Regions from separate parts of the Mus musculus genome. Here all the other regions are linked to region 1. A link is a contact called in public HiChIP or PLAC-seq and promoter capture Hi-C data. All regions are on one chromosome and are shown on one strand. Each heading gives the region's core, a stretch centred on a gene start, on an enhancer-like site or on the middle of the called end of the contact. The rest is flanking DNA. Distances are from core to core; before and after follow the strand shown. Region 1 holds the start of Msh6 (mutS homolog 6). Region 2 overlaps Ppp1r21 (protein phosphatase 1, regulatory subunit 21). Region 3 holds the start of Ppp1r21 (protein phosphatase 1, regulatory subunit 21). Region 4 has its middle 20 kb from the start of Ppp1r21. Region 5 holds the start of Calm2 (calmodulin 2).

Region 1 (5,982 bases), core at 2,027-4,526:
GGGAGAGCTGCTGTGTAAGAGCAGCAAGAACTTTTCCTCGCCAAGCTGCTACCTTTCCAGCCCCAGAGTCTGGTTCTAAAGTAAGAACATTTCAAGACAGCTGTTGTGACAGGCCTCTAGCTCTAGGGAAACTGAGGCAGTGTTGGGAGCTATTAAGACAACACTATTGTCCTGATCTCTGAATTGGGCCTCTCCCAGAGAAAAGAAAAGGGGGTCAGAAGCGGGCCACGGACACACCGTTCAGAGAACAACCACAGAATGTTCCAGCCCTAAGTCATCGCCGATGTCCTGACCACACCCTGATACCACCAAGTTCCTGCTTCCCCGTGTAGCTGCCAAAAGAAAAAATTTCTATTGCCCCACCCCTCCCGCTGATAAGTACTTCCCCTTTTGCTTGTGCAATTCTATTGCCCCACCCCTCCCGCTAATAAGTACCTGTACTTCCCCTTTTGCTTGTGCAATTCTACTGCCCCATCCTTCCTGCTGAAAGGCACTTCCCCTTTTGCTTGTGCATTTAAGCCTTGGGCCTGGCTAATACAGTGGAACCTTGATGTTACTCAGAACGTTTCTGTGTCGTTCTTTACACAAGGTTCTCATCTCTCTCTAACCCCCCCCAATTTGGTTCTTAGGAGAAGGTCCCCTCGAGACCCTCGAATAGAATAACTGGACCTGCTGGACGGGTCAAGGCAGGATGAGCTGAACTCTGAGGTCAGCCTAAGTTAAACAGCAAGAACCTGATTAAAAAAGAATAAATAATAAGGTAAACTGAGAACATGTGTAAAAGCCTAATGTAAGGATATATCAGAGGATAGCAGTCGCTCATCTACTGCAAAGACGCAAAGGAAAACCAGGTCTGCCCAAACACAGAAAATCACTTACTCTTTTTTTGTTTGTTTGTTTGTTTGTTTTTGTTTTTGGAGACAGGGTTTCTCTGTGTAGCCCTGGCTGTCCTGGAACTCACTTTGTAGACCCGGCTGGCCTCAAACTCAGAAATCCACCTGCCTCTGCCTCCCAAGTGCTGGGATTAAAGGCGTGCGCCACCACCGCCCAGCCACTTACTCTTTTTAAAAATTTAATTTAATTACTTATTTGTTTTGCCATAGAGCCTTACCGCATAACCCTGGCTGGCCTGAACTCATTGTGTAGACAGGGCTGGCCTCTACCAGGTTCAAAGCACCACTCCCACGGAGAGTGCTGGTGACACTGTCCTAAACAGAAGGCCTTTGGATAAACAGAAAGACTTACTGGATTAACAAGCCTAAAGGTTTCTGTTTATTAGCAGAGCAAATCTTTTAAGGTAGTTTCTCTTCACCAAGAACCTCCCTGAACGTTCCCTCCTGGAAGGTCAACTACCTCAGGCAATGCCACCTGCTTTAACCTATCCGAAAAACAGAATAATCTTATCAGCTCAGATTTCCCCCCACCTCCACCCCGTCACAAAGTCTGCTTGTTTTCCCAACAGGCTGCTCCTATCTCTGTCCCAAGAGACTGGCCTTAGCAGTTTGATTCTAAAGGAATCTTTCTGTCTACAAAGTGGTCTAGCTTGGTAGTTTCTCTGGGACATCTCTTAACAGCCTCAAACTTCACAGAGATCCCCTGTCTCCTAAGTGCTGAGATCAAGGGTGTGGCCTACCATACCAAGTTTCTTTTGTTTTTAGGCTGGTGTGTGTATGTGTACACACACACACACACACACACACATACACACGTATACACGTGTGCACGTGACCGTGCCCACCCCAAGCCTATGGAGCCTGAGTATAGAGGTCAGAGGATAATTTGCAGCAATCCTTCACAGTGTGATTCTAGTGATAGAATTCAGGTCTCTAGCTGGACTCCAAAGCACCTTTACAGGCTGAGCTGGTTTTGTCCAACAAAGCAAATCTTTTTACCCTTTTACCAAAGTGAAGGTATTGCTAGCCAGAGCTAAGTCCATTCTTACTTAGAGCTGAATTAAGTCTCCCAATTTCTCTCTCTCTCCTTCTTGATTTAGTTGTTTTTTTTGTTTTGGTTTTTTTTTTTTTTTTTTTTTTTTGTGACAGGGTTTCTCCGTGTAACAAACCCTGGCAAGTCTTGTAACTGTAGCCAGGGTTGTCCTTGACCTCAGAGATCCACCTGCTTCTGCCTGGAACAATGGGGTTAAAGGCACACACCTTCGCGCTCAGCTCCAATTTCTTGAATTTGAATAGGAGCTCCAATTTTCGAAAACGCCCTGTAATCAACCTGGCAGGAAGACATTCTGAGGAGAAACACTTGGCTCCCTTTGGCTATCAGGCAATTGAAATAATGGACTCCAAAGAATTGGAATTTCTCCAGGAATTTTTTGGTGGGAAGGGGTAAGACAAAGCTTCGAGTTAGTGTAGAGGAAGAACTTGGTTTCTGGAAAGAGATTTCTCAAGTATCTGAAGCTCGTTGAATCCCCATGTAGGACAGTCTGGAGCAGAGATTATGGTGGGTCAGACCACCTCTTACAAGACCATTCTGGTTCCCGTCGCCCGGTTTAAACCAAAACTTCACGTCAGTACCCCCAAAGATGAACTTCCGGGGGGGGGGGGCTGAACTTTATCTTCCTAATGTGGCCCTTTGAAAAAAAAATCTGTTTTTTTGCTATTTTCTCTATTATTCGACTACTGAGGATGAGTGGGAGTTTAGCTCGTTAGGGTTGCTAGGGCCCAAGCGTTGACGCTCAACATTACCTTAGCAATCTCAGTTTCTAAAATATAAAAAATTCTGCACACTTATGCTAAAGGGCTCAGATAAGACTGGACCTTAACTGCCCATCTCATATAGTAAGGCGTAAACTAGTTGAGGCAGTGACGGGCCAAGGAAAGTTTTGTGGGTAGCTGGTTTTGTGGATAGCTGTTCTTGCACTTGGCATTCACAAGTGCCGCTCTGTACAATGCTCTGCGAACGCACCGTACGTGGCAGACAGCAACAACCAATTTCTCAGCTCCTTTCAGTCCAACCGCAGGACCGCCCGCAGGGCCAGGTGTTTCCGCAGCGAGCTCGACGCGGCTTCTCGCAGGGTGCACCCCGCCGTTCCAGCAACCGCGCAAGCCACTTCCGTCTTCTTGGTGCATACTTGCCCGGGTAGCCACCGCGAGCTCCACTGCTTTGCAAAGGCTCAGTCTCAAGGCCCGCCAACCCGAGCTTGGGGGCTGGGCCCGCCCCGCCCCGCCCATCTACGCCAGGGCACGTCGCGGGCGGGGCCCCGCCCACCGCGCAGGCCGACACGCCTTCGGATTGGCCGCTGGGCTACGGATGCTCGGGTAGGACGCGCCTCCTCCCGACTTTCCCGCCAGCGGCGGCCGCGCGGTGGATGCGATCCTTGTAGGCGCTCGGAGCCGTGGCCCGGTCTGCCCGTCAGCCTTCATCATGTCCCGACAAAGCACCTTGTACAGCTTCTTCCCCAAGTCCCCGGCACTCGGCGACACCAAGAAGGCCGCGGCCGAGGCCTCACGCCAAGGTGCCGCTGCCTCTGGAGCCTCCGCTTCCCGCGGCGGGGATGCGGCCTGGAGCGAGGCTGAACCCGGGTCCCGGTCCGCGGCGGTATCCGCCTCGTCGCCGGAGGCAAAGGATCTCAACGGAGGGCTGCGGAGGGCCTCCTCCTCCGCGCAGGCCGTGCCTCCCAGGTAGCCGGCTCGGTCGGGGCTGCGGCGGCGCGCGGGTCTCCCGGAAGGAGGGGGAGGCTGCTCCGTGCCAGGCGGCGGGAGGAGGGGCGGCCTGCCGGCCCGGGAGAAGCGGGGCCGGTGCCCGGGACTCTCGGGGGACGCTGCGAGCAAGCGAGCGCACTCCCACTGTGGGGGTGGGGAGGCTCGGGAGGCTCGGGGACGGAGACACCCTCCCCCAAAGTGGCCGGAGCGGGAACGGTGGGTGTCCTGCTGCGATCCGCGGCCTGAGGGGGCGGGGCGGATCGGATCGGGCAGGGAGCTCCTCCGGGTGGCGAGCCTACGGTGGGAGGAAACTCGGGTTGCAGGTGGAAGTTTGTAGATAGTGAAAGCGGCGCTCCGGCTTGGGACGACAGTTTTTTTTAACCCACCTTTTCACAGGAGGGAAGAGTGCGGGAGATTTTTCGCAGTTAGTGGGTCTTCGGAGTATTGGGCAAGCCCTGGGCAAGAAGGTTTACTGGGGGAAACTTGCCTGGAGTTGTACTCGCACTTTGTAAATTTGGCTGTCGTTTGTAGGAACGACTAGAGACATTTATTTTATCTATTTATTTTCATTTTTTTTCGAGACAGAGTTTCTCTGTGTAGCCCTGGCTGTCCTGGAACTCAGACATCCACCTGCCTCTGCTGGGATTAAGAAGTGTGCAGCGACTTATTTAAAATGTAAAGAGTTCTTTCTGGAGTCCAGTACTCTGGAGTTTCAGCTTGGGCACCAGGAAGAGCTGGCGTATGCTCCTGGGGCAGAGAAAATGATTTTGGATCTCTAATTTCTTTCCTTCCCTTTGGCTATAAAGGACACAGTTCAGACACAGGTAAACACAGAGGTGTATTTTGCCTCCGTGTATGTATGTGTGCCCATGTGCATGCACGCTGCCTGAGAGAGGCCAGAGGAGGACCTCAGCCTCTGTAGTTAGAGATATTGTGAGCTACTGGGTGGGTGCAGGGAATCAAACCTGGTTCCTATGGAAGAATGCCAGTGCTCTTAACTGCTGAGCAGCTCTCCAGCCCCATTATTTCTATATTTTTTAAAATTACCTGTTAGTGTGTATATGTGTGTATGCATGCTATAGTAGGTTGTGGAAATCAGAGGACAACTTAAGAGTTGGTTCTTCCACCAACCGTCCTGTGGATAAAACTCAGGCCATCCTTTGCGTTATCGCCTAGGCCATATCTTCACTGGTATTTTTTTTTAGACAGGGTTTTGTAGCCCTGGATGTCCTGGAATGCACTCTGTAGATCACCTGTCTCTGGTTCCCAAGTACTGGGATTAAAGGTGTGCGCCACCACGCCTGGATACCCCGACTTATTTATTTTCTTTCTTTCTTTCTTTCTTTCTTTCTTTCTTTCTTTCTTTCTTTCTATCTTTCTTTCTTTCTTTCTTTCATGTGTGTGAGTACACTGTTGCGGTCTTCAAACACATCAGAAGAGGGTATCAGATCCCCACTACAGATGGTTGTGAGCCACCATGTGGTTGCTGGGAATTGAACCCAGGACCTCTGGAAGAGCAGTTAGTGCTCTTAACTGCTGAGCCATCTTTCCAGCCCCGCCTTAACTCTTCTTAAAAAATAATTACACTATTTATGGGGGGTATAGGAGATGGGTATGGGAGATGTGTAAATGGCACAGGGTGTGTATGGAGTTCAGTACAATTTGTGAGAGGCACTTTTACCCAGGTACTAAAACTTGCTGAGTCATCACTCTGGCTTCTTAATCCTTTCTCCTTCCTTTTTTTTTTCTTTCTTTCTTTTTTTTTTTTTTTTGTTGTTGTTGTTTTTCAAGACGGTTTCTCTGTGCAGCCCTGGCTGTCCTGGTACTCACTTTGTAGACCAGGCTGACCTCGAACTCAGAAATCCGCCTGCCTCTGCCTTCCAAGTGCTGGGATTAAAGATGTGCTCAGCCATGCCTTGCTTCTTTCATTCTTAAACCGAGTCTATATGTATCTCAGGCTGGCTATGAACTCACAGAAATCTATCCTTGTCTTTTTTTTTTTTTTTTGGATTTATAAATCTATTTTTAACACCATTGCTCTATTCAGACACACTACCAGAAGAGGGCATCCAGGTCCATTACAGATGGTTGTGAGCCACCATGTGGTTACTGGGAATTGAACTCTAGACCTCTGGAAGAGTAGAATTAACTGCTGAACCGTCTCTCCAGCCCTGCCCGTGTCTTCTAAGTGCTGGAATCGAGGCTGTGCATCATCAGTGTTTGTAGGGCTGGGGAGATTGGATGGATTACAAGGATGAGAGTTTTAGTTAAATGCACAGAAGGAAGCCACCTAGAAAATAAGCTGGAAATAGTGGCAGATATCCTTGGC
Region 2 (5,982 bases), core at 2,572-5,071, 590 kb after region 1:
TCAGCTTGGCAGAGTACACCCTGAGTCCCTGCCCGTAGGAAACGGGCAGGTGGATTATAAACTCTAGGTCAGTGTGCAGCAGAGTGAAGACCGTGTCTCGGAAGTATTTGTTATTTTATATGGCTATCATTTTTATGCTCTCTCTTTCTCTCTCTCTCTGGCTATGTATTTTTATGCTCTATCATCTGTCTGTCTGTCTATCTATCTGTCTATCTAAATAACCCCTTTGGGAGCAGAATTGAATAAAGCAGATGACTAGGGGAGAGGAAGGGAGGAGATGGAATCATGTCTCCTTGTTAACTTTTCTAGGTTTGTTTTGTTTTGAGGGTGGGGAACAGAGTTTGGCTGCATGGCTCAGGCTGCCCCTGAAGCTCACCTCCCTGCCCCTGACCGTGGGACTGCGGCACACACCGTGCTTTGCATGTTTTCTAGTTATGTATGGACCTTTTTACTTGATGACTATGCACTGTTAAATAAACATTACTAAGAATCCACATTTAAAGAACTTTATAGTTAAAGTACCTACTTAAAGTTGAAAATGGTAAAATATATTTTTGATAATATTAGTGTATTGGCTGGTTTTGTGTGTCAACTTGACACAGGCTGAAGTTATCACAGAGAAAGGAGCTTCAGTTGGGGAAGTGCCTCCATGAGATCCAGCTGTAAGGCATTTTCTCAATTAGTGATCAAGGGGGAAAGGCCCCTTGTCGGTGGGACCATCTCTGGGCTGGTAGTCTTGGTTCTATATGAGAGCAGGCTGAGCAAGCCAGGGGAAGCAAGCCAGTAAAGAACATCCCTCCATGGCCTCTGCATCAGCTCCTGCTTCCTGACCTACTTGAGTTCCAGTCCTGACTTCCTTCAGTGATGAACAGCGGTGTGGAAGTGTAAGCTGAATAAACCCTTTCCTCCCCAACTTGCTTCTTGGTCATGATGTTTGTGCAGGAATAGAAACCCTGACTACGACAATTAGGAACGTTTAAATGTGAGCCTATAGTAGCAGCAATACCGGTTTTTGTTTATTTAATTCTCTTTAGGGATTCAGTTAAATGAAATGTCTTCTATAAATAATTTAAGGTTTTCCCTAGCAAAGGTTCTATGTGTTTATTACTGAACCAACAATTCACTCACATAGAGCAGGAAAAAAAAAAAGCAAGGCAGGCCCCGTGTTCCCATGCCCTCTCTGCAGACATGGGAGCGTCCAGCTCTGTGCTGTGGTGATCTCCACCGAGGTTCACAGCGCAGTTGTGCCCCTGGTGTTAGCTGTACAGAGGCAGCCTGGCTCCCCTCCATGCCTTCTCTTGTTTGTCTTACACCGTTTTTACCCATAGGGAAATGGGACGGTTTTGCTTTTGTTTCTTGGAACTGTTTGATTCTCTTAAAGTCCTGCGAGAGGTCATGATGAGAAGCCGAGTGACACATGTCTATTTTAAGACCGTAATCCAGTGCAGACGGTGGCTCAGTAGGCAAAGACTTGTGCTGCTCGGCTGTTGAGAGTCACATGGTGGAAGGGTAGAACCCACTCCTGCAGATGGCCTTGTGATGCCATATTGATGCGGTGGCATGTGCATCCACATAAATAACTTTTTAAAAAATAATTTCAATACTTAAGTATACATTACTCTCATGCTGGAGATGTGGCTCAGTGATAAGAGCACATTTTGTTCTTCTCGAGCGCCTGGCTGTGAGTTCTAGCTTCTACACGGTACGTAGCTCACAACCACCCATAACTCCAGGTCCAGGGCCTGTGAAACCTCCTCTGGCCTCCTCGTGAACACACACACAAATGGTACACAGACATATGCAGGCAAAGCACTTAGACAAATAAAACATTGTATATGTGTATGTGTATGTGTGTGTATCTACCTATCTACCTATCTATCTACCTATCTATCTACCTATCTATCTATCTATCTATCTATCTATCTAAACATTTAGACAAAAATTTTTTTTTATAAAAGAAAAAAGAAAGCCAAGCATAGTGGTGCACACTTTTAATCCAGAGGCAGAGGCAGGCGGATCTCTGAGTTCGAGGCCAGCCTGGTCTGCAGAGCGAGCTCCAGGACACCAGGGCTGCACAGAGACAAGGAAAGGGGCGTCATCAAGGATGCTCACCTTTCAACCCTGCCGTTCCCAGTTTAGAAGAAGAGTGTGAATCTTCCCTCTGCACACCTGCACTGAGAGCCAGGAACCTGGAGCTGTCCCAGGACATGAAGACGATGACAGCCGTGTTTGAGAAGCTGCAGACGTATGTCACTCTCCTCGCCTTGCCAAGTAAGTGAGACCACGGCCCACGGCTCAGCTGCAAGGGCCGGGCAGCGCAGAGGCTGGAGAGGGTGTGGGTCAGCTCGGGAGAGTGGGCAGAACAGAAGGTCTGGGAGCAGAAAACCCTGCATTCAGTGAGCTAGAGGTAGGGAATTAAAGGGTAAGTGGAGTTGAGTGCTGTGCTATGAAGGTAAGATAAACTATTGGGCATGAACCATGCATTAAATATGAATTCGCTCTCTCTCCTCTTTTCTTAAGTGGAGAAGGGAGAGCCATGACTGTTTATAGGGTGAGCGTAACAACACTTCACTAAGGGAGCCACAGGGAGCCACAGGGGCATCAGGGTCATTTGGTAGCAGCTTTTAAAGTTGTGGATTGTCTCCCTTTAGCCTAACTAGAGAAAAATACTCAGGCAGTCACTGAGGACTTCAGTTTCAGTGATGTTTTTAAGAATGCTGCGGTTTTAGCTGGGCCTGGAGGTACATCTGTGATCTCGGGACCCAGGAAGCTGAGGCACAAGTACCCTAAGTTTCCTGCATTTCTTCACAGCCTGGGCTTTAAAGGCAGAAGGGAGGGGGGGAGAGGAGGGGTGGGAGGAGGGGGGAGGGAGGGAAAGGAGAAGGGAGAGGGAGGGGGAAGAGAGAGAAGGAGTGAGGGAGGGAGGGAGGGACGATTACAGCACAAGAGCGACAGCATAAGGAAAGTGCCTTAGCCAGGCGTGGTGCACGCCTTAAATCCCAGCACATGGCAGGCAGAGGCAGGCAGATTTCTGAGTTCAAGGCCAGCCTGGTCTACAGAGTGAGTTCCAGAACAGCCAGGGTTACACAGAGAAACCCTGTCTCGAAAAAACAAAACAAACAAACAAACAAAAAAAACAACCCCGCCCCCCTCCCCCCCAAAAAAGGAAAAGTGCCTGTTTTTGTCTCTTCTGTGCTCTCAGTTACCTACTGCAGTTTACCCACTTAAAGCCCAGCCCAGCAGCTTTCAGTGTGCTCATGCCTTGCCCTACAGTGCAGACCGGTTTACACCATTTAGTCGCCTGAAGAACCTTTTGTTCTTCAGCTATAGCTTTCTTGCCTAACGCCAAGCAGCTACTTCTCTAATTCCCATCTCCAGATTAACAAATGGTCCCACTATATGTAATTGGGTGGGTTTGTTAGCTTTCATGTAATAAAGCTTACGAGACTGATGCAAAATGTAGAGCACGTATCCACTCTCCATACCTTTTTATTGCAGAATACCAAGTAGTACAATGTGCATCCATCAAAAAATTGGGATTGTTTGACTATTACGAACAATAATGCTACAGACATTAGCATACAAGCTTATATGTGGGTTTATCTTTTCGTTCTCTGGGTCTGGTGACACCCTCCTATACCTAGGAGCAGACCTGCTAGATCAGATGGTTGACTATATTGAACTATCTGAAAAGTTACCAAGACCATTTTCCTCCTGCCAGCAATATTCAAGAGTTAAATTTTTCCTCATCCGCACTAACAGTTGCTGTTATTGGACTTTGGTCTTGGCCGTCCTGGTGTTCTGAACCCTTTCTGACCCTTTGCTGTGGTTTGACTTCCTTTTCCCTGCTGTCTGGCTTGCCCGATGCATGTTTATTTCTTTGGTGAAACATCTGTTTGGATCTCTTCTTCATTTTAAGTTGGGTTCAGTTGTTTGCCTTCTTATCATTGAGTTATAACAGTTCTTTATATATTCCACAGCCAAATCCCTTGTTGGATATGTGATCCACTGAATTTTCTTGTACTTAGGGGCTTGTTTTTTTCTTTGTCTGCAACATGCTTTAAAACACAGACATCTTTAAGTGTGATGAAAGTCTATTATCCGTTTATCTGTTATTTCTTTCTGTTGGGGAGGGGTCCTGCTTTTCCCATATGTAAAAACCCCTTATCAAGTCCAAAGTTATGAGGACTTGTTTACCTCTAAGAGCTTAACAATTTTTATGGTTACACTTGGGTCTTTGATCCATTTTGAGTTAATTTGGGTGTGTGGTGCAGGGTGAGGTGTGACTCCTCCTTTTCATGTGGCTGCCCAGCAGCATCTCTGTCCATTTGTCCAGAGGATAGTTCATTGTGGCAAATGGTCCTGCACCCTCACTGAAAGTCAGTTGACCATACATATGTGAGTTTATTCCTGGACTTCCAGTATTGTTCCTGAATCTACGTGCCTCCTGTGCAGTCACACACCGTTCTGATGACTGTTGCTTTGTAGAAGTTTTGAGATGAGGAGGTGTGAACCCTCCTACATTCTTCTTTTTCAACAGTGTTTTGGCTGTTCAGGGTCCCTTCTTATGAACTGCAGCAGCAGCTTGCAGGGTTCTATAGCGTACGTGTCTCATTTGTGGTAGGTACTTTGTTATAGTAGTCCCGGGAAACATACTGAGAGTATTGCTTCTCAGGTCTTCTGATCCATGAACATGGTGTTTCCTTAAGCAATGTAGTTTTGGGGGCCTGGGACTTACTCCTGCTGCTGCTCCTGGACCTCAGCCTTGGGCATGCGCAGTCAGGATGATAGTGGTGCTTTGATTGACTTTGCGGCCTCTCCTTCCCTAATTAGACCCTGGATTAAGCTCCTCTGATTGTGGCTCTGGGCTTTTTTGAAGGCTTTGGAGCATGTGTCACTTAAAAACAATTGCATTCAATACAGGCTTCTTTAGAGTTAACATATATAGTGAGCTGGTAGCATTTTTGAGGTTAGTGTTCATGATTTGTGGCTGCCAGAGGCCTGTGTCTTTCTTCTCACTGTGGTAACTTACCTATAGTCTGGTTCAGTGAATCGGCCAGTCTCTTCGGTGCTTTCACCACAGTTCATCGAGTGAGAGCCATAGGCTTGATGACGTCTTCATTTATCCCAGGGGAGAGCATTTCCTTGCTGCTTTGTTTTTGTTTTTTTTTCTAGAGCTCAGTCTCAGAGCTACAGTTGAAGTGTTGGGGACAGTTGTATCTCAGGTCTCTTTGGTTTGCCAGGGGTGACAAGGGTCACAGCGTTCTCTGCAGCACTTGGTCAAGGTAGAGCCTCATCTCAGACGTGGGAGAGTAGGTGAAGGAAGGGGTCCCTCCCCACTTCTTGGCCAGACCTGATCAGAACTTAACCTCATCAGGCAGTGGCTGGGAGAAAGAGGAGACATCCAGCCGTATCTCGGGAACAGGAGAGGGACGCCTGTGTGCTGGGCTGTGCCTGTAGGCAGAGGGATTTCTGTTGCACTGAGCTGGTGCGGGGAGACTTGGCTCACTTACGACGGACTTGTGCTATTCCTTCCGCGTCGTTACTGACTTTCTCCTCTTCGTTTATTGTGTGTAAGTTCAATGTGATGTGTGTGTGTCCACGTGTGCATACACTGTCACCTTCCCAGCGAAATGCTCACGGACTTGTGACTGTTTTCTTTCTAGGTACAGAGCCAGATGGACTCCTTCGAACAAACTACACTTCCGTCTTAACAAATGTTGGTGCTGCTCTGCATGGATTTCATGATGTCATGAAAGGTGAGCTTTGAACCCGAACCTGAGTCTGTGAAAGCCTTCGTTTTTGAGATCTGCCTGCATTTTGCTTAAACACTGCTGAGGGTTACAGACCCAGAAAAAGGCTCAGCAGCCTTTGGATTCCGTGAAAGTGCACAGCTACAGCCTTCTGCCCTTCCATCTGCTTCACTGCTGAAAGTAAACACAGTACCCAAGAGCACAGTACCCAAGAGCACAGTACCCAAGA
Region 3 (5,982 bases), core at 1,191-3,690, 560 kb after region 1:
TTGTGGCTGGCCTTTTTAATACTAGTTGAGAATGAGAATCTTAATTTTAATTTACTCTTATTTACCAACTAGGGTTTTAAAACAATGTGTCTGATCAAACAGCCAGCCAGTCAAAATAAATTTCTAAATTCAGTAATATGAATTCATACAGACTCTCTTGCTAAAGTTGTATGTTTTTCTTTGGAATGTTATTTTCTGGAATGACATTTTTAAAACAATAAAAAAAATTTCCATTCCTATTCAAACCATGGAAATGGATTACACCATTTAATTCTGCCACTTGGTGGTGCTACAGGGAACTAACACTCCTCTCAGGAACGGTTATTCTGGAAGTTTGGATGGCAGTACTTATTTATTAGCAAGTGTAAAGTGTACAGTTTTAGTTTGTACAGGAAACGATACAGGCTGAGCTCTTTGCTGAACAACTCCTGGATTGCTCCCAGATAAAAGAGAAGCTAGCTAGCACAGCTTTCACTTTAATTATACCTCTAAATAATCCACAGGGCTGACTTAGCCTTCCTAGATGCGTTTCCTCCATAATAAAGGTAATAATATTTACTTTAAAAAACCTAGAGAAATCAAGTTGATGCTCCTCTGTCCTGTTTCATTTCCTTCTTTTTCTGCTAGAGGCACCGAACAACCAGTGTTCTAGTTGTCTCTGTGTTTTTACTACATATTCATGTGTTTAAGAATAATGTTGGGCCGGGCAGTGGTGGCACACGCCTTTGATCCCAGCACTTGGGAGGCAGAAGCAGGCAGATTTCTGAGTTCGAGGCCAGCCTGGTCTACAAAGTGAGTTCCAGGACAGCCAGGGCTACACAGAGAAACCCTGTCTCAGAAAAAAAAGAAAAAGAAAAAGAAAAAAACCAGATGGCTCAGTAGGTAAGAGCACTGATCCTAAGGTCCTGAGTTCAAATCCCAGCAACCACATGGTGGCTCACAACCATCTGTAATGAGATCTGGTGCCCTCTTCTGGTGCTTCTGAAGTCAGCTACAGTGTACTTACATATAATAATAAATAAATCTTTGGGCCTGAGCAAGCAGGGACTGAGTGAGCCAGGCCAGCTGGAGTGAGCAGAGGTCCTAAAAATTCAATTTGCAACAACCACAAGAAGGCTCACAACCATCTGTACAGCTACAGTGTACTCATATACATTAAATAAAATAAAAATCGGAATAATGTTACTTCACATATTATGGAGATTATACACACACACACACACACACACACACAGTACATACTGTGTGTGTGTAGTCCAGACTGCTCTCAAACTTGACTTCCTCATGCCTCAGCCTCCCAAATGCTAGGACTGCTGGTATGACTAAACATGTCTGGCTACTTCCACTTCATAATTTTTAAGATTATTTATAGTATATTACAATTCACTATTTTTTTTTTAAAGACAGAGTTTCACTGGCTGGCCTGAAACTTAATATGTAAACCAGTAGAGATCCATTTGCCTGTCTGCCTTCTAAGTACTGAGATTAAAGGTTTATACAGCTGCACCCAGTGCAATTGACTTATTTAGCATAATGTTCATATGTATGTGTTTGTGTACAAATGTAGTTCATTAGTTTCAACTGTCATATTATGTCTCAAGAAACACATATCTTTCTTCATTCATATTATTCTAACAAGAAATACTTCAATGCTATACCTACATTAATCCTCAACAGAACTGTCAAAAATATTTTAAATGAAAAGGAGCAGTTTTTCATCATAAGGTATCTCAAGATATCTAGTCTAGCCGTTTTTTTTTTAAAAACAAAACAAAACATTAATGGTCTTTACATCTCAATGCGTGGTAGAAATTTTCAGAAACTGTATGTTCTTTTACGGCTTAAAATGTTCTGATAGATGAATAAGGGTCAGGGGCGGGCATGTGGCATTTGAGTAGAGAAAGGTCAATGACAAAACACAGAAGACAATGAAGGTTTTCTGATCTGAGAAGGGGAGAAGGGCAAACGGTATAAATATGTGCTAGGTTGGACGGTTTACAGTGTAGCACAAGTCTGGGTATCCAGATAATGAATGAGAAGGCGGAAAACAAGCTTCCAAGAAGCAAGCGACTGACGCTAGGCGGTTGCTATGGCGACTAGGGGACTGGGTAGCCAGAATTCTTGATGTTCTTAGAATGCTTCTCCTTGCATCCTCTGTCTCTCCCTTCGGTGTTCCATCCATTCCGTAGGCACTCATTCTCCTCCCGCTTGATTCTGGCTCGCCCGGAAACGGGTCGCCATCTTCCCGCCTCTTCCAACATGGCGTCTAGGGTCTCAGGAGGGGCAAAAGCACCGCACAGGCGGGTCCGTCGGGCCGCACATGCGCGAACCGGAGCACCAGAGGGCGGGGCGGTGATGTCAAGACGTCGCCCCGCCCCCGGTGGTCGCCCCGCCTCTGGTCCCGCTCCTCCTCCCTCCCGCCTGGAAACCCGGAAGTGGAGGAGGAGGAGGCGCGGCGGCGGCGGCGGTGCTGCAGAAGCTGGCTGAGCCCTGCCCGGGAGGAGCAAGTGTGGGGTTGGGGGCGGGGGGCGGGGCTCGGCAGCCCGGGCGGCCAGGCCTGGACGGGGCGGGGGAGGCCATGGCCTCCGCAGAGTTGCAGGGGAAGTACCAGAAGCTGGCTCAGGAGTACTCGAAGGTACCCATCGTGGGTGGGGGAGACAGGGGTTTCTGGCCCGGAGGCCTCAGCTGGCCGTGGCAGCGATTTGGGATGGTGGGGGGGATGCAGAGGGCTCCTCCTCTCCTCTCCACCTCCTGCTTCCACCATTACGATGCCTCCACCTGCAGCTCCATGGAGATAGGGCCGGGCGGTGTCTGGGTCCGTGTGCGTCTCTGCAGAAAGGAGCTGGAGTTTGAGTCTTCCTTCTCGCTGGACCAGCAGGCTTAGAAATGGAATGACAGAAATCCAAGGCACAGCTCTTGGTGCTAGCCTGAGGGGAAGGGAGGAATGAGGGACCACCCTATGCTCTCTGCTTTCTCAGTTCGCCCGATGATGGGGAAATCACCATCTCCTTTTCGCGAGGAGATGCTTTTAAAGTTAAAACGACTTATTTGCCACCACATCAGTTTGGGAGCGTAAACGGCCTCATTGGGATGGGTGCTTTGGAATACAGATGTTGTCGCCACTGATTTTGACAGCTTGGGTGGTGGGGCTGATGTCTTTTTCTCTTGCACCTTCCTTCCGTGGAATGGGGCAGTGCACACCGCAGGTTCTCCTTAAATACAGAATTATGCAAAACAGGGACCCGGCCTTCTGAAGTGTCAGTCTTTCAAATGGTGAAACCTTTTTCTTGGACAAGGGTGGTGCAGTTTCTGGGTAGGGTTTTCTGCCTGAAGAATATTCTAATGAAGTTATTAAAGCAGAATCTCACGCCTTTGAAAAGGATTCGGTAGTCGTGTTTAATTTCCAATTATCTTGGCATTCACAGAAGCAATGAAAAGATTTCGCCCTTTTTCTAATTTGAAAAAAAAAAAAACCCAAGTGTACGACATCCCCCTTTATGATTTTATTAAGCTTGTATTTGGGAAGGTAAAGTGAAATATAAAGAAATGATACTGGCACCTAAGCGTGCACCCTTAAGTCCTCAGCATCAGATGGGAGCCTTGATGGCATTCAGCTTATCACTCACCTTGTCCACTCCCTTTGTAGTTCCGTCTGAAATCCTCGTAGACTTCTGTGGCTCAGCGCCTGAGATAGTGCATTGTCTTTTGGGGGAGGATTCCCTTGTTTGGAACAGTTCCATATAACGAAGGAGGGTGGGTGGAGGATGGCAGTGCCCAAATTTGCCACTACTATTTTTGGTTGAAAATGTTTCATGCATATAAAGTAAGGGGCCCGATTTCCATCTCTGGAGGGTAAATAACTTTGAAAGTTTGGTTCCAAATGGCCAGTGAGTAGAGTTCCAGAAGGGCTCAGAGCAGTGGCCGTGTTGCGGGAATAATTATATCACCTCCTAAAGTAATGAAAGGCATGGAAAGGTTTTATTCTTTTGGGTATGTTAATGTGTTCAACAAACTCATGTTATATGTGCACCCCGCAAGCAGTGTGCCAGGCTCAGTTGAGAAAGCCGGAGTTCAAGCTGCACAATCACCTTTAATAGACCCTTAAATTAGCGTGGCCTGCAATTATGATACAGTGTAGCAAGTGATGGTCAGCGCAGCTCAGAGGAGAGGTCACTGGGGAAGGGGGAGTTCCTTACACTAGGGAGTAGGGAAGGGGATGAAGAGAGTGGTAGCTTTCCATGTAACTCGGTTAGCCTATGCTGGCTGTCCTGAAAACATCTTAAGATACATGGCAGGCAGAGTGTGGTGAAGGGAGAGTGGGCTAGATCATGAGGGCTGTGGATTTCAGATAAGATGTGTGCAATGGGAAGGTCAAAGAAACCCAACCATCCATCTGTCCATCCACCCGTCTGTCCGTCCATCCGTCTATCTATCCATCTATTTATTAGTGTGTGTGTGTGTGTGTGTGTGTGTGTGTCTCTGTCTGTGTCTGTGTGTGTGTGTGTGTGTGTGTGTGTGTGTGTGTGGGTGGGGTGGGGTGGGGTGATGGTGATGGCGAGGAGGAGGAGACAGCTTTTGGGGGTTGATCTTCTTCTTCTTCTTCTTCTTCTTCTTCTTCTTCTTCTTCTTCTTCTTCTTCTTCTTCTTCGGGGTTGATCATCATCATCATCTTCTTCTTCTTCTTCTTCTTCTTCTTCTTCTTCTTCTTCTTCTTCTTCTTCTCCTCCTCCTCCTCCTCCTCCTCCTCCTCCTCCTCCTCCTTCTCCTTCCTTCCTTCCTTCCTTCCTTCCTTCCCTCCTTCTTCTCCTTCTTCTCCTTCTCCTTCTTCTTCCTCCTCCTCCTCTTCCTCCTCCTCCTCTTTCTCCTCTTCTTCTTTTCTTCTTCTCCTCCACCATGTAGATTCCAGGAACTGTACTGAAATCATCAGGATTGGTGACAAGTGCCATTAATGGTTGAACCATCTTGTCAGCTTCCAAAGGTCTCTTTTACTGAGGGAGTAACATTACTCTTTGGAAGGAAATTGGTAACCATATGGTAGATAGGCTGGAATAGAGATGTTCGGTTGTTGGACTACACTGGGAAGAAAATGTAGGCTTAAGTAAGTAAAGTTGGTATCTGGAGTGGAGAGGAGAGTTCAGGAGTTTTGGTTTAACAATACGTTTTTTTTAGCTTACCGGTTTTGAGAGCCTGCTTCCTTCATACCACTGGGCTCAGGAAAGATATGAACAGGGTATAAACTGTTTGTCCTCAGGTCTCTTCAGGACTTGGTAACTAAGGGAAGACACAGAGTTTGACAAAGCTCTGAGGTGAAGGATTGTGCTTGCCATAACCAAGCAAGGTCAAGTGGGAGCAAAGCGGTGTTTTAAAGATGTAGACTTGGAATTTAGGGATGCAGAACACGTGAAAGTTGCATGTTTCCTATGTTAGCTTGAGTTGATGTTGAGAATACTTGATGAAAAAATTTTAATGGAGCTAAACTTGCTAAAAATGGGGTTAAAGATTAGTTCCTTAAAATATTCTGTACAGGTGAACTTGGAGAGTTAATGAGGGTACAGCTGTAGAGAACACCTGTAGGAATGATGTGCTAAGGCGCTTTGCTCTGCTGGACTTGGGGTCATCTCCCCTGTTGGGCCAGATCATTTCTCATTCTTTCGTGTCCACTGTCACAGACATTTCTGAACATAGAAACCATAGAAACAAAAAGGCTGGGTGAGGTGGCTCAAACCTGAGGCAGGGGGGTTGCTGTGAGTTCTCTATGTAGACCAGCTTTGGCTACATAGAGAATTCCAGGCCAGCCTGTGCTATAATGTAAGACCAAGTCTCAAGCACACACACACTTGCACACACGCGTGCTCTCTCTCTCACACACACATACACACACACACACACACACGTGCTCTCTCTCTCTCACACACACACACACACACACTCACACTCACACACACACACACACACATGCTCACACACGCACACGCATGCATG
Region 4 (5,982 bases), core at 1,164-3,663, 530 kb after region 1:
GTTAGCCAAGTCTGCTATCGGGTGGTTTATTCCCAACATATTTAAGCCCAGTATAATTTGGTGGGGAAAAGTTTCCTGGTATAATACAATCCCTGGTGCACCCAAATAGACATAATTACATGAAAACGCGACTCAGGGCACATACCATTTCTTCCAAGAAGGTGATTTCTTGAGATATGCTTTGGCCTGGACTCAGTCATACAGATAGCATAGAGGCCATTTGGGCTATTAACCACGTCTGGTCCTGGATTAAGAACTTGGTGGAGCCTCTGGCTACAAGGGTCATTTAGACAATTAGATATTGCAGTCCTGGTTGATATAGCCTGGCCCAACAGATAACGAGGATCACAAGACTATTGATCACTTCCAATTCTCACTTTCCCATTGGAAAGACTGCTGTGTGCTTAACATTCTTGGATTCTCTGGGGAAATCTGTGTGTGCAAACACTTTAGTGCTGTGCTCCCACAGAGGACAACACATAGGACTTGATTCTGTCCTGTTGCCATGTGGCTCCCAGAGATCGAACCAAGGTGGCCAGGCTTGGCATCGAGGGCCACCCTGCCCGCAGCCATCTCAGAGACCCATTTCTGTTTTTTGAGACAAGATCTTCCTGTATATCTCCAGCTGGTCTGGAGCGCCTGATCGTCTTGCCTCCGTGTCTCAAGTGCCAGGATGACAGAAGTGTACCATCAGTGGCCAGATGGAGCTGCTCGCAGAGGATTTCCTCCTGGCCTGCCAGGAGCCCTGCCTGCCTGGCCTTGGGTCTGGGGCGGGCTTCCTGTAAGTCTTTCCCAGCGTGGTAGATGGACAAAGGCAAGAGATGGAGCCATTTGACTGCGGGCCAGCCTTTGCTTTCCTGTTTAGCAATGGAGGCATTTTGTAAATGATTTTCTTTTTTTATTTTTATTTTATTTATTTATTTACTTATTGGTTTTTCGAGACAGGGTTTCTCTATGTAGCCCTGGCTGTCCTGGAACTCACTCTGTAGACCAGGTTGGCCTCAAACTCAGAAATCTGCCTGCCTCTGCCTCCCGAGTGCTGGGATTAAAGGCGTGCACCAACACGCCCGGCTGATTTTTTTTTTTTTTTAAGAACAAATTGTGGAAGCATGCAGAAAGTGTGTTTGTAACTTTCAGTGCTATTATTGCTATTATGTTGCTCTCAGCCCAAATCTCCTTTATCATGCTCAAACGATCATTTTTTCTGTTAACCAAACCGTTTGACTTACATCTGTCGTTCTAGGAACATTGTCATCCATCACAAATACTTAACTGCAGATAGATGTTTATATTTCCATTTTTAAAGCTCATTTATTGTATATAGCTCAGTCTAAATAACCGGAACTGTAATCTCATAAAAGCTAAAAATGAAAGGGAATTTGTAAAATTTATTTTGCAAGCAAATAAGGTGTAAAAATATTATCAAAAATTTTCACAGGGATGTTGTGGGATCTCTATAAAAACAGCAACTTTTTTTTTGGCGTCTAGCTAGCATGTAATAAATGAAGTCACCACAAAGTTTATACTTCCAGAAACAGGCATGCCCTCAAAGACATCTCTCTCTCTCTCTCTCTCTCTCTCTCTCTCTCTCTCTCATGCGAGTGCGTACATGCGCTCTCGCTCAGAGTCCTATACTAACGAATCTCTGTGACCCAGGCCCAAGTCCTGAGCGCTCTCTGCAGCACACCTATCGCAGAGCCCTGTGTCTAGTTCTGTCTGTTGGTTTGTCCAATGCTGCCTTGGTACCTGCATCTCTTTGTTTCCTGTTCCACAATAGGTTACAAGCTTACAAGCACCACTTTCCACAGTGTTCTCTTCTTCCTAGAGCTTCGTACTCTCCCCAAAACTTTCCTTTAACCTTGGCGCCTCCCTGAATCGTTCTCCTCTGTACTCCACCATCAGTCTGCCAAGAAATCCAGGTGTATTCAGTCATGCCCAGAACCTGCTAGCTCCTCGGGGCCTCCTCTACCGCTCACCTCTGAGACTGTCTTATTCCCCCACTACCAGACTTCCCTGGAGCCGGGCTTCTACCCTACTGTCTCCTTTAGTCCCCGCAGGCTCTGCCCTCAGCACTGCAGCAAGTGTGACCCTGTATCAGGAGTCAGACACTGTCAGCATTAGCCGTCCTGAGCGGCTGAAGCTGGGAGCTGATCGCTCCTAGATCTCTGCTCAGACTTTACACCTTTACATACACCGGTGCCTGGTGGAATCAGCAAAGCTGCAAGCTAGTGCTTTGATTTCTCTTTTAGAGCCGCGTTTCCCAGTAGCTGGCCACTCCCACAGTTACCCCCTTTGGAACAGTTCAGAAAGCCTGCCCATGCCTTCTGCTTCTCTCTCTTCCTTGCCTGTGCCACGCCAGTCCCTCCCTTTGCTGTTCCCCAAATGTGCTGCACACCCTCTGCTCCCAATGCCCAGGGCCCCGCCCCCAGGCGCCTACACCTCTCATCTGTGAGTCACCATTCAAGAGTCACTTCTCCCTCTCCAACTCCCCTGACCTCTTCCCCTTTCTACTGCCAACAAAATTCTGACTTAGTGTAGCATGCATCACTAGAATGCCCCTCCAGGAGGTCAAGTATTTGACTGTCCTCTGTACAGCTGTGTCCCATAGCTCAACCCAGTGTCCCTCGGTAAGCCACTCATGTACCCACTGACTGGGGGACCAGATCAGTTCCCATCTCCTTTGTAATCTTGCCAAGCTCTACACTTCTCTCCACCACGGGAGCGTCTCACTCACTACCCAGCCCCGACTGTGGCTGTATATGAATTCTTCAGTACCTACCTCAGTGCCCAGTGCACATGACAGCCAGAATTTTTTTTATATTATATATTTTTTAAAGATTTATTTATTTATTATATGTAAGTACACTGTAGCTGTCTTCAGACACCCCAGAAGAGGGCGTCAGATTTCGTTATGGATGGTTGTGAGCCACCATGTGGTTGCTGGGATTTGAACTCCAGACCTTTTGGAAGAGCAGTCGGGTACTCTTACCCACTGAGCCATCTCGTCAGCCCGACAGCCAGAATTTAATTATCACAGTCCTCGTGATAGCACCGTTTGGATGGCCCGGAGTGGGCAGGGATCAGGAGATTTGGAGAATGTGGGACAAAAGATGGTGGTCTTCTGTAGTCTCAGCTTTGAACATGACAGGTATATTCTCTCTCTCTCTCTCTCTCTCTCTCTCTCTCTCTCTCTCTCTCTCTCTCTCTCCTTCCCTCCCTCTCTCTCCTCTCTTTCTGGATAGGGCTAACCTAGAACCCACCCCCTAAGTAAACAAGGCTGTCTTGGAACTCACAGAGAGCCACCTGTCTCTGCCTCCCCAGTGCTGGGATTGAAGGCGTGACTACAGAAAGCACCAGAAAGGGGAAAAAAAAAAAAGTATCCTTTGTCGTGCTCCTCCCAATCTCTCTCATCAGCTGTCATTCCTGTCTTTGCGAAGCCTTCCTCTCCCTTGCTCCCCAGGCCTGTTTTGTACACAGAGGCAGTGCCTCAGTGATGAGGGGCTTTCAGAAGGTTTCTTGTTCTCAAATACTTTCTTACATCCCAGCGCTGCGATCCTTGGGGTCTGTTTGCACAGTCTCAGGGGAGAAAATGACAGACGTGGAGGATATTTTTAATTTTCAAATGGCTTTATGGGGGTTCAGTGCTTGCCTGGCATAATGATCCCAGCACTCAGGGAGGCCGGAGTTATAAGTCACCCTTAGATTTTCTTAGAGATCCAGGCTAGCTGGGCAAATGAGTGTGTATCAAAAAAGCAAACAAGTCGTTATGTCCCTTAGAGTTTAGTGAGAGTCAGAAGTGTGGGGATGTATGACTGTAGTTAAAGCTTAGACAGAATTGCTGGGAGTCCGCAAAGCACCCTTAACCTGAACTCACAGGGTTTGGGAGAGAGCGTTGGATGTAGCTGCTTCATAGAGAAAACCGGGCAGCCGTCGGTGGAGTGGGGGTGCGGGCAAGGGGTTAGAATCCACACTGACTGAATTGTACGGATCTGGGGGACAGCGGTCAGACTGAGACAGGCCTTCAGCACCCCGTATTTCCAAGGGCTTTCTTGAACAGGTTGGAAATAGCCCAGGCAAATCGCATTGAGAAGGGTGCTTCAACTCTCACCCTCTCCTCCAGCCCCTTGTCCTAGTCTAAAAGCCTTGCTTGTGTTTCTGAAGGTGGCCCGGAACTCGCTGGGTTCCAGGAAGAAAAGGCCGAGGGGGCTGCAGCGTCTGGTCTGTGACCCCTTACTGCTTTGGGTCTGTTCATCCCAGCCACAGGTGCTCCCCGCCCCCAACGCTGCCCAGGCCGCCCAGGACAAAGGAAGGGTTGTGCCTGCATAAGAGGGCTATTTGCCTCCTTGCCCAGCCATCACGTGAGGACAAAGGGTCCACACCCTAACTCAGCTGAAAGAGTGCAAAGTGTCCCAACACGCCCTGCAAAAGGACTTACTGATTTTCCAGTTAAGAATTTGCCTAACCTGTTCTGTTCAAACAGGCTAATTGTTTCCTGAAAAAGATGAAGTCACTAGAGAGACGTGCCTAAACAATTGCTACCAGTGGTCATGGGCGTGCCTCAGATTGGTAACCAGTTTCAGGACTGTCACCTCAAGTGGCTGCAAATTTGGTGATGGCGCGCTCCCTGGTGGCAAAATGAGGTTATACCAGGCAGAAAACAGCTTGAGAAAGCCAATGGAACGGAGACCTTGAAAATAGGGAAGAGGGGCGATAGGTTTGTGGGACGTTTGTGGTTTTCTTTCTTTCTTTCTTTCTTTCTTTCTTTCTTTCTTTCTTTCTTTCTTTCTTTCTTTCTTTCTTTCTTTCTTTCTTTCTTTCTTTCTTTCCTTCCTTCCTTCCTTCCTTCCTTCCTTCTTTCTTTCTTTCTTTCTTTCTTTCTTTCTTTTTTTTTTTGGTTTTTCGAGACAGGGTTTCTCTGTATACTCCTGGCTGTCCTGGAACTCACTTTGTAGACCAGGCTGGCCTCGAACTCAGAAATCTGCCTGCCTCTGCCTCCCGAGTTCTGGGATTAAAGGCGTGTGCCACCACGCCCGGCTTGTGGTTATTTCTTAATAAATATCTGTTGGCTGGGCTGGGGCATTGAGTGGTTAGTGGGTGGACCGGTGGTTCATGCCTGCCATCCCATCCAGCTCTTGGACCATGGAGTGAGGAGTCGTCAAGGCTAATCTTGGCTTTTACAGCAAATTCTAGACCAGCCTGGGACTCAAAACCGACCAACAAAAAAATGAAATATAACCCACCAGGTGTGTGGATTTTAATAATAAAAGTGAACAATCTGCCCAAAGCCGAAGCAGAGAAGGGGTCTCTAGTCTGATCGACATTACTGCGACTGAGTCTCCTGTATTCCGAAGACTTTTTTTTTTTTTTGGCTGTGAAATTTTTAGAATAGACACTAGAGAAAAGTGAAAATAACTATTAGGCCCGTGTGTCAGAACATGGAGTTTGGCACACCCCAGTTTTTGCCACTCCCCTTACTCCCGTTTCCTTCTTCCCTGCACAAATGTAACCCATGTGAGTATTATGTTGCTTTACCTTAAGGCTGTGGGATACGTTGTTGGAATGGAGGGGCTTTTCTAGCACACTTCGCCACATCTAGTATACACTAGAGTGGTCTACTGGGGTTGCACTCTGCTCACCTTGGGATTTTCTTCAAAATGTTTCTCAATTGTTTGTGGGTCCCAGAAGTCCACACAGCACTGTGTTGCTCTGTCTCTTAGTTCTGTGCCCTGCCTCTCTCTCTCTCTCTCTCTCTCTCTCTCTCTCTCTCTCTCTCTCTCTCTCTCCTTTTCTCTTTCACCCATCCTTCCCTCCCTCAAATAACACTCCCCTACATACACTGAAACACCCAGCTAGGGTTTGCAGGCTAGCTCAGCAGGTAAAGCCACTTGCTGCCAAGCCTGCTAACCTGAGTTCCATCACCGGAGGGCCACATGGTGGGAGGAGAGAACAAACTCGGGCAAGATGTCCTCTGACCTCCACATG
Region 5 (5,982 bases), core at 1,597-4,096, 530 kb before region 1:
AAGAAGAGCATCAGTGCTCCTAACCCTTAAGCTATCTCTCTAGCTCCGAGTTTAAGTTTTTAAAATAAACTTTACCAATAAGTTCTAGAATAAAAACTCCTAAAAATCAAAAGCAAAGACTTCCTGGCACTCAGTATTTTCAACTACTTTTTCTGTCTATGGAGAGTGCCATTTTCTTAGAACCACAATTATACTTTTGGGAAAATACAAGCTCATTAACATGTGTTTATCACACTAAGGGGAAGACCAAGTCACCAGAGAGATGACTAGTTCTTCGCTCTCTCCATTCTTCAAGGCTTGCTGTGATGGTCTGACCCTCATTCCAGAGGCTTCCAGTATGCTTTCAGGCTCCATCCCAACCTACTGAACCACATCCTGCACTTTGGGTTACCACTGTTGATCTTCATTTAGAAACTAACCTGCATTACAGAGTCAGCTGAACTGAATGCATTACACGAGCACTCAAATGGCTGAAAAGTGATTTTTTAAAAAAATCTAGCGTATGTGAATAAATGTATGACTCCATGGCTTCAGTGAACACAAACACATCTTCATCCTGTTCATCGAGGCTTCATCTATCATCTCTTCTACAATTATAGCAAAACCAATAGAAGTTATTTCTGTAGGAAAAAGGAGGTCTTTATTCTGACAGAATGGCACCCTTCCTATAAAAGCATCTGAGGCAAAAAAGAAACCAGGGGAGAACAAAACTTCATCGAAATCAGGGCCTTGACTGAAAGTCTCAACTCTAGCTTAGCTACAAGTTTCTATGTTATAATGCAGCCAAAGCAAATCCCTATCTTTGAGCCTAATAAAAACCTTCAGCTTAATGGACTGACTTAGACACACTCGAGACATTTTCTACTGTTTACATCCTGTGTCACCCAGCCATCAACAGCACATTCCTTTCAATACATGACATCCCAATAAAAATACAATGACTGCATGCAAATCCAAGGGCTTTGTAATCAGTTCTATATACATAGGTACCTAACAGAACAATTTTTTTCTCTTTAACGAAGTCCTCAGAATCTAAAGTCTTAAATATTATGAAGTTACTAGAATAGTTGTCGATGTAGCAACGATACATTTAAATATAAAACTTACTGGGGAGAACCACTGTTAAGATATAAATTCTAATTTTCCAGTAAAGATTTAAATCCTATGCTAACTAAAAAAATAATAAGTTACTATACAACTTGGAGTGTCAATTACTGCCTATAATTTACATCGTGTTTCCCCTTACAAAGAACAAATTCAGTCAGCATATTAAAATTCATTAGTTAAAAAATATATATCAAAAAGAATTCACCAAAGTTAAATGAAGGCTAGCTCTCTCAAGGTGAACACTCCCCACACCCAAGCAGGCTGGAGGTTTCAGTTGGCAGGGATTCCCAACTACTGTTTAAGATGTCACCTTGCCTCCTGGACACACCCATTGCTGTAACCATTTGGCAAGGGAGTAAAATAAGTATTGCAAATTATCGTCCTCATTAATTTTTTTAAAACAGAAAACACGAAGAGGGACTTATTTTTCAAAGCTCTTTCTAAAATCTCCTGCTCTCTTTTACACTCTTTAAGTGTACAGTTACTGACGGCCATTATTGCATAGGTGAACTGTCCGTAAGAACTAAGATCAGATGGCAACTTCCACTCTGAAACGCAAGTCGTTTTCAAGGAACTCTGCGTGTGGTAGAGGTGAACAGGAGTGCACCTGAGCACTCAAGAATTTAGCGACCCGCCCCTTAATTGCTACTTCCACTAGCTCATGGGGGCCGAAAAACGCCTTTGAGACCCTAACTGAGGTCGGTTGCTTTCCCTTTACGAGCTCTATTTTTTTTTTTTTTGAGAAAGCGCCCGACTTCCAGCAAAAGCTTGTATTCTTCAACGATTTAAAAAAAGAAAAAAAAATTAATCATCCAGTCTGGGTAGCGGAAGCCAGCACCAGATGGAGTGAACAAGCAGCAGCAGCAGCAGCCCTGCGCGGAGGGGGAGGGGGGACTGCTGGGGTCCCCTCCCCCGCCCATCCCCGCAGCGCCGCGGGCCGCCCAGACCTCCGCAGTCCTGCAGGTGCCAGCGCAGCAGCTGGGGCGCGAGCCGAGCCGAGCCGCGTAGGGCGGCGGCTCGGGGCCCCGCGCGCTCACCCCACCCGACCCCCGCGGCGGGGGTCCCCGCACGGGCTGGACCCACGGGGCGCGCCCCCGGCCCGGCCCGGCCCGGCCTCGCGGGGATGCGGGCTAACGGCGCCCGCTCGCCTCGGGGCCCCGCGCTCCTCCCCACCCCACCCCCCGCGCATGGCGGCCGGGCGGACAAAGGCGCTTCCTGGCGCCCGCGCTCGCTCGGCGGTGGCCGTTGGCGGTTTGAATCCGGCCCCCGGGGCTGACCTTTGGCGCCGCCTCGGCCGCAGCCCCTCCTGCTCTGCTCTCTCGACCGAGCCCACGGCCCCGCACCCCAGATCCATCCTCCCCCGGCCAAGCCCCGCAGCGGTCCCCCGACTCATCTAAAAGGGAACCCAAGAGGACAGGGGTGGGGGACACCTGCGACACAAGTGTCGCGGGGGGCCTCCTGGCTTTTTTTTTTTTTTTTTTTTGGTGCCGTCCCTCTGGCGAGGACAGTTCTGAGAGGGGAGGTCCCCTCTTTAGTCAATCCGCTTCAGCATCTTTCCCCGACCCGCGGGGCGCCGGCCGCTCAGCTACGCACTCACCATGCTGCAAGGGCTACGGGTTTCCGAGACGCGACCAGACAACCGCTCGACTCGCTCGCTCCACTCGGACTAATTCTCCTCCTCCGCCCCCAGCTCCTCATAAACACCTCCCTCCGCCTCCCTCCGCCAGATCCCTCCGCCTCATCCAGATAACGGAACCTAGCGAACGAGTCCCGGCCAGCCCCCGCCCCCTCCCCCCCCCCAACTCTCCGGGAGACCCCCTTTCTCCGCAGTCACTGGGCAGACACGCAAGAGAGAAAGGGGAGCAGGGGGACGGATGACGTAAGTGGGTTCCACTCCCAGGCAAGCCGTTAAAAGGCCGGGGGAACCGCGCCTGGCAGGAGCTACTTTGCGGCGCGGAGGAGCACCGCGGTGGCGGTCGACCAGGCGAACCTCGTTGAGCTTGCTGCTGATTGGCTGATTTGTACCTGCAATGCGTCACTTTCTCTCGCAGCCGGAACGCGGTTGCGGCTTCTGCCGTTGCTTGCTCGCGCCGCGCTGTCCTGGCAACTGCGCCAGGCGGCAGCGTGGCTCTCTCTGCGCTCGGCTGGAGGACCTTCTTCCACCCGTCCTGCCTGCCACAGACACACGCACACACTCACCTTCCCGCCCCGTATGGAGGTGCTGCTGACAAAAACAACACGGGCCAAAACAAAAAATAAATAAAACTGAAGGACACCCCCCCCCCCCAGTAAACACCCACCCAGCGCGCCCAGCTTCTCAGCGTTGCTGCATAGGGAGGCCGGTCGTTTTTCATTACACGGTGCCGAACCCATGCAGCTCAGCTGACAAGCTAATCAAAAAAGGGGCTTCCGTTTATGCCTACCCTTCGCTTCTCTTTCCTAGCAGTAATTTATCAGAAAGCTACTCAAACCCACTGTATCCGAGAGTGTGTGCTGTCGGTCTCCCCAAGGAGCCCCTCTGAAATTAGAAGCCCAAAGTAGACAACCAGAAAAGGATGATGGGGGTTAGAGAGGAAAATAAGGATTCCATCCTCAAAATACAGTGCCCAGAGAAGATTGATGGAACAGCCACGGCCCAGAGAGAATTAGGAAGATGGCGAAGGCAGAAAGAACTTCCCAGTTGAAAAAGCACCACCATGCAAACCCTCAAACCGTGGAGAGCAATCACTTTGTAAAAAGCAAGGCAAGATGAAACCTCAACTTCAGAAAGAAGCCTGCCTTCAGGATAGTTTCCCCGTTCAGCAAGAACATTTCGGTGCTAACAGCTATATGCACCCACTCGGAGAGTCCATTTTAACCTCCTTTACCTAAGTTAGACATCCCTCACACCTTTAAACATATCTTTTAATGAAGCCAGAGCTGGGCCCTCTTTCAGTCATGGAAACCAGACATTAAGCGGCCTTCTAATTAGCACTAACAAAGCTGACACCCTTTCGAACGAATGCCCACTCGATGGGAATACCAAACCAAACCAAACCTCAGATTTCTGTTTCTATTATCCTTGCCAATGTGGTGCCCTGATAATACTGAAAGGGAGGAGAGCTAATTAACCTTACCCCACAAATGAGATAAATATCATTATTTGGGAATATTACTTTAAAATGGGCACCTCCAGCCAAGAATCTGACGCCACCGTTCCGTTCCAGTGCACTACATTCTGGTAAATTCAAAGTTTTTCCAAGATATACCTCAGAAATTTGTCTGTGACTCCTCCTCAGATCTTCAGATGGAAGACCTACTAATTTTTTTTTTTGTCTTTCCGCTGACTCAGTAAAAATATTCTCTCCTTACACAGTACCCCATTAGCATGCGGTGATTTTACATATGAAATTTTTAATGGTGGGAAATTGAATGACAAAATGAATAATCACCTCTTCAAGGGAAGGAATTTTTAAGAGGATTGGTGCAGAATGTATGATAAGTACGCACTGACTCGTGCCTAGAGAGACGCGGTAGTGCTTGCTAACAAGTATATAGAAATATATTTTTTTTTTAAATAGAGAATATAGGAAAGCTCTTCCAGGTTTCGTAGGTTGGGTTTTGGTAACGCCTTTCTTGCATAATCTTCCTTGTTGACCTCTTAAGAAGACAAAGAAAAGTCAAGGGTTACATTTAAAGCCATTGCGGTTTATGTGTATTTGAGACTGTTCCAAGTCAATTTATTTATAGAGCACTTGTCTTCCGAAATATGACAGAGATCTCCGCCTAACCCTGGCAGTTGTCAGTGAAACGCAAAGTCAGCGAAGACTGTGTATCAGAGCCTTGGAAATATCTTTTTTTTTCTTCTGTCTGGTTCCCACGGTGAGATCTTAGAGTTCTCTACCTTTGTCCATCTTGGGGGAAAGAAAAAAAACAAGCAAGTTCTTCCCCATCGCTGCTTCTTCCTCATTTTCTGAATTGAGATAATACCGCCTTATCTCTGGATAGCTTCCTTTCCGGAGCTTCTCTCTCTTTTACCCAGTTTTGCTAGTTAGCAGTGAAACAAGCAAACAGAACATCACATAACACCATTCTTGAATATAGTCTATGGGTTTCTGAACAAATTGAAAAAATTAAGTCCTACTTTTTCCAGGGCATTGATCCTATGCAATGAGTCAATTTCTCTTCTATGATCTAGAATGGAATTGGGGAGGTAGGACGGAAGCCATCTTCTTCCACGGTTCAGACTCGTCGCCCTGGCTGAGAAGGTTACGCTGTTTTTCCTTTAATGAGGCAAAGCAGGACTAAGATGAGGCGACAGTTAGCTTTCCATCACTGTGACGAAACACCTCGATTCAAGAAAGCACCATGGCAGCTGCAGCTGGGGCTGACACTCACTTGTCTCTGTCACTTCCAGGCCTGTGTGGAGGAAAGCATCCTGGAAACGTCAGGGGAAAGAGCAAAGCTCTTAGAGAACTTAATGTTATAACCAAGCCTCTCCCCACCTCCCCAACTCATTAATCCATGAGGCCACGGAGGAATCAATCTATTCATGAAGTCAGAGCCATCGTGATCCAATCACCTCCAAAGGTCCCACACTGAAGAGTGTAGCCTTGAATACCATGCCTGCCACACATGAGCTGTTATAGAATACTTAGGAGTCAATCCAGGGCTGGAGAGATGGCTCAACAATCACGAGCTCTATCTAGCTCTTCTTTCAGAGGACTAGAGTTTAGTTCTCAGCACCCACGTTGGGCAGCTGTATGCAACTCCAACTACAGAGAAGCCAATGTCCTCTTCTGGCCTCTGCAAGCACAGATACTCATATGTGTGCAAGAGTACACACACACACATGCACACGCACAGGCACTCGCACACATGCACAGGCACGCGTGT

What was found. Promoter capture Hi-C pulls out the DNA fragments that hold promoters and counts their contacts. HiChIP or PLAC-seq counts read pairs in DNA pulled down with a chosen protein or histone mark.
Region 2: a contact with region 1 is called in a promoter capture Hi-C map of liver, with 2.2 times the contacts expected there. The contact joins the enhancer-like site here to the promoter of Msh6 in region 1. A contact is called at or near these places in 6 of 39 promoter capture datasets (cranial neural crest, hippocampal neurons, liver and 2 more), 9 of 115 datasets of contacts at active chromatin or transcription factors (acute myeloid leukemia, bone marrow-derived macrophages, differentiating embryonic stem cells and 6 more) and 2 of 9 other capture datasets (liver and macrophages).
Region 3: a promoter capture Hi-C map of pre-B cells shows a contact between it and region 1. The contact joins the promoter of Ppp1r21 here to the promoter of Msh6 in region 1. A contact is called at or near these places in 13 of 39 promoter capture datasets (the 3T3-L1 cell line, the C10 cell line, the HPC-7 cell line and 9 more), 6 of 484 Hi-C or Micro-C datasets (B cells, CD4 T cells, embryonic stem cells and 2 more), 25 of 115 datasets of contacts at active chromatin or transcription factors (the 230-238 cell line, astrocytes, bone marrow-derived macrophages and 16 more) and 3 of 9 other capture datasets (adipose tissue, liver and macrophages).
Region 4: a contact with region 1 is called in an H3K27ac HiChIP or PLAC-seq map of embryonic stem cells, with 15 times the contacts expected there. The contact joins the enhancer-like site here to the promoter of Msh6 in region 1. A contact is called at or near these places in 21 of 39 promoter capture datasets (the 3T3-L1 cell line, 3T3-L1-derived adipocytes, the C10 cell line and 13 more), 1 of 15 datasets of contacts at CTCF or cohesin (embryonic stem cells), 10 of 484 Hi-C or Micro-C datasets (B cells, CD4 T cells, CD8 T cells and 5 more), 28 of 115 datasets of contacts at active chromatin or transcription factors (the 230-238 cell line, astrocytes, bone marrow-derived macrophages and 14 more) and 4 of 9 other capture datasets (adipose tissue, embryonic stem cells, liver and 1 more).
Region 5: a promoter capture Hi-C map of pre-B cells shows a contact between it and region 1, with 4 times the contacts expected there. The contact joins the promoter of Calm2 here to the promoter of Msh6 in region 1. A contact is called at or near these places in 1 of 39 promoter capture datasets (pre-B cells), 1 of 484 Hi-C or Micro-C datasets (embryonic stem cells) and 4 of 115 datasets of contacts at active chromatin or transcription factors (effector CD8 T cells, embryonic stem cells, memory CD8 T cells and 1 more).

The regions. Positions count from the first base shown.
Region 1 is chr17:87,971,774-87,977,755 of GRCm38.p6, forward strand. It overlaps Msh6 (mutS homolog 6), which reads left to right and starts at 3,277. Exons shown (of 10, transcript NM_010830.2): 1 at 3,277-3,632. The coding sequence starts at 3,376.
Region 2 is chr17:88,559,975-88,565,956 of GRCm38.p6, forward strand. Ppp1r21 (protein phosphatase 1, regulatory subunit 21) reads left to right here. Exons shown (of 22, transcript NM_028658.4): 12 at 2,135-2,271; 13 at 5,667-5,759. Among named protein-coding and RNA genes, the nearest start is that of Ppp1r21, 33 kb to the left of the region's middle. Within about 2 kb of position 3,822, at least 14 of the 459 cell types and tissues checked have an H3K27ac peak or open chromatin away from gene starts, as enhancers often do. A contact at or near this core is called in liver and pro-B cells, where this site is marked.
Region 3 is chr17:88,527,684-88,533,665 of GRCm38.p6, forward strand. It overlaps Ppp1r21 (protein phosphatase 1, regulatory subunit 21), which reads left to right and starts at 2,441. Exons shown (of 22, transcript NM_028658.4): 1 at 2,441-2,635. The coding sequence starts at 2,579.
Region 4 is chr17:88,506,863-88,512,844 of GRCm38.p6, forward strand. No RefSeq gene overlaps it. Among named protein-coding and RNA genes, the nearest start is that of Ppp1r21, 20 kb to the right of the region's middle. Within about 2 kb of position 2,414, at least 115 of the 459 cell types and tissues checked have an H3K27ac peak or open chromatin away from gene starts, as enhancers often do. A contact at or near this core is called in CD8 T cells, the HPC-7 cell line, adipose tissue and 4 more, where this site is marked.
Region 5 is chr17:87,444,089-87,450,070 of GRCm38.p6, forward strand. Calm2 (calmodulin 2) reads right to left here and starts at 2,847. Exons shown (of 6, transcript NM_007589.5): 1 at 2,705-2,847. The coding sequence starts at 2,707.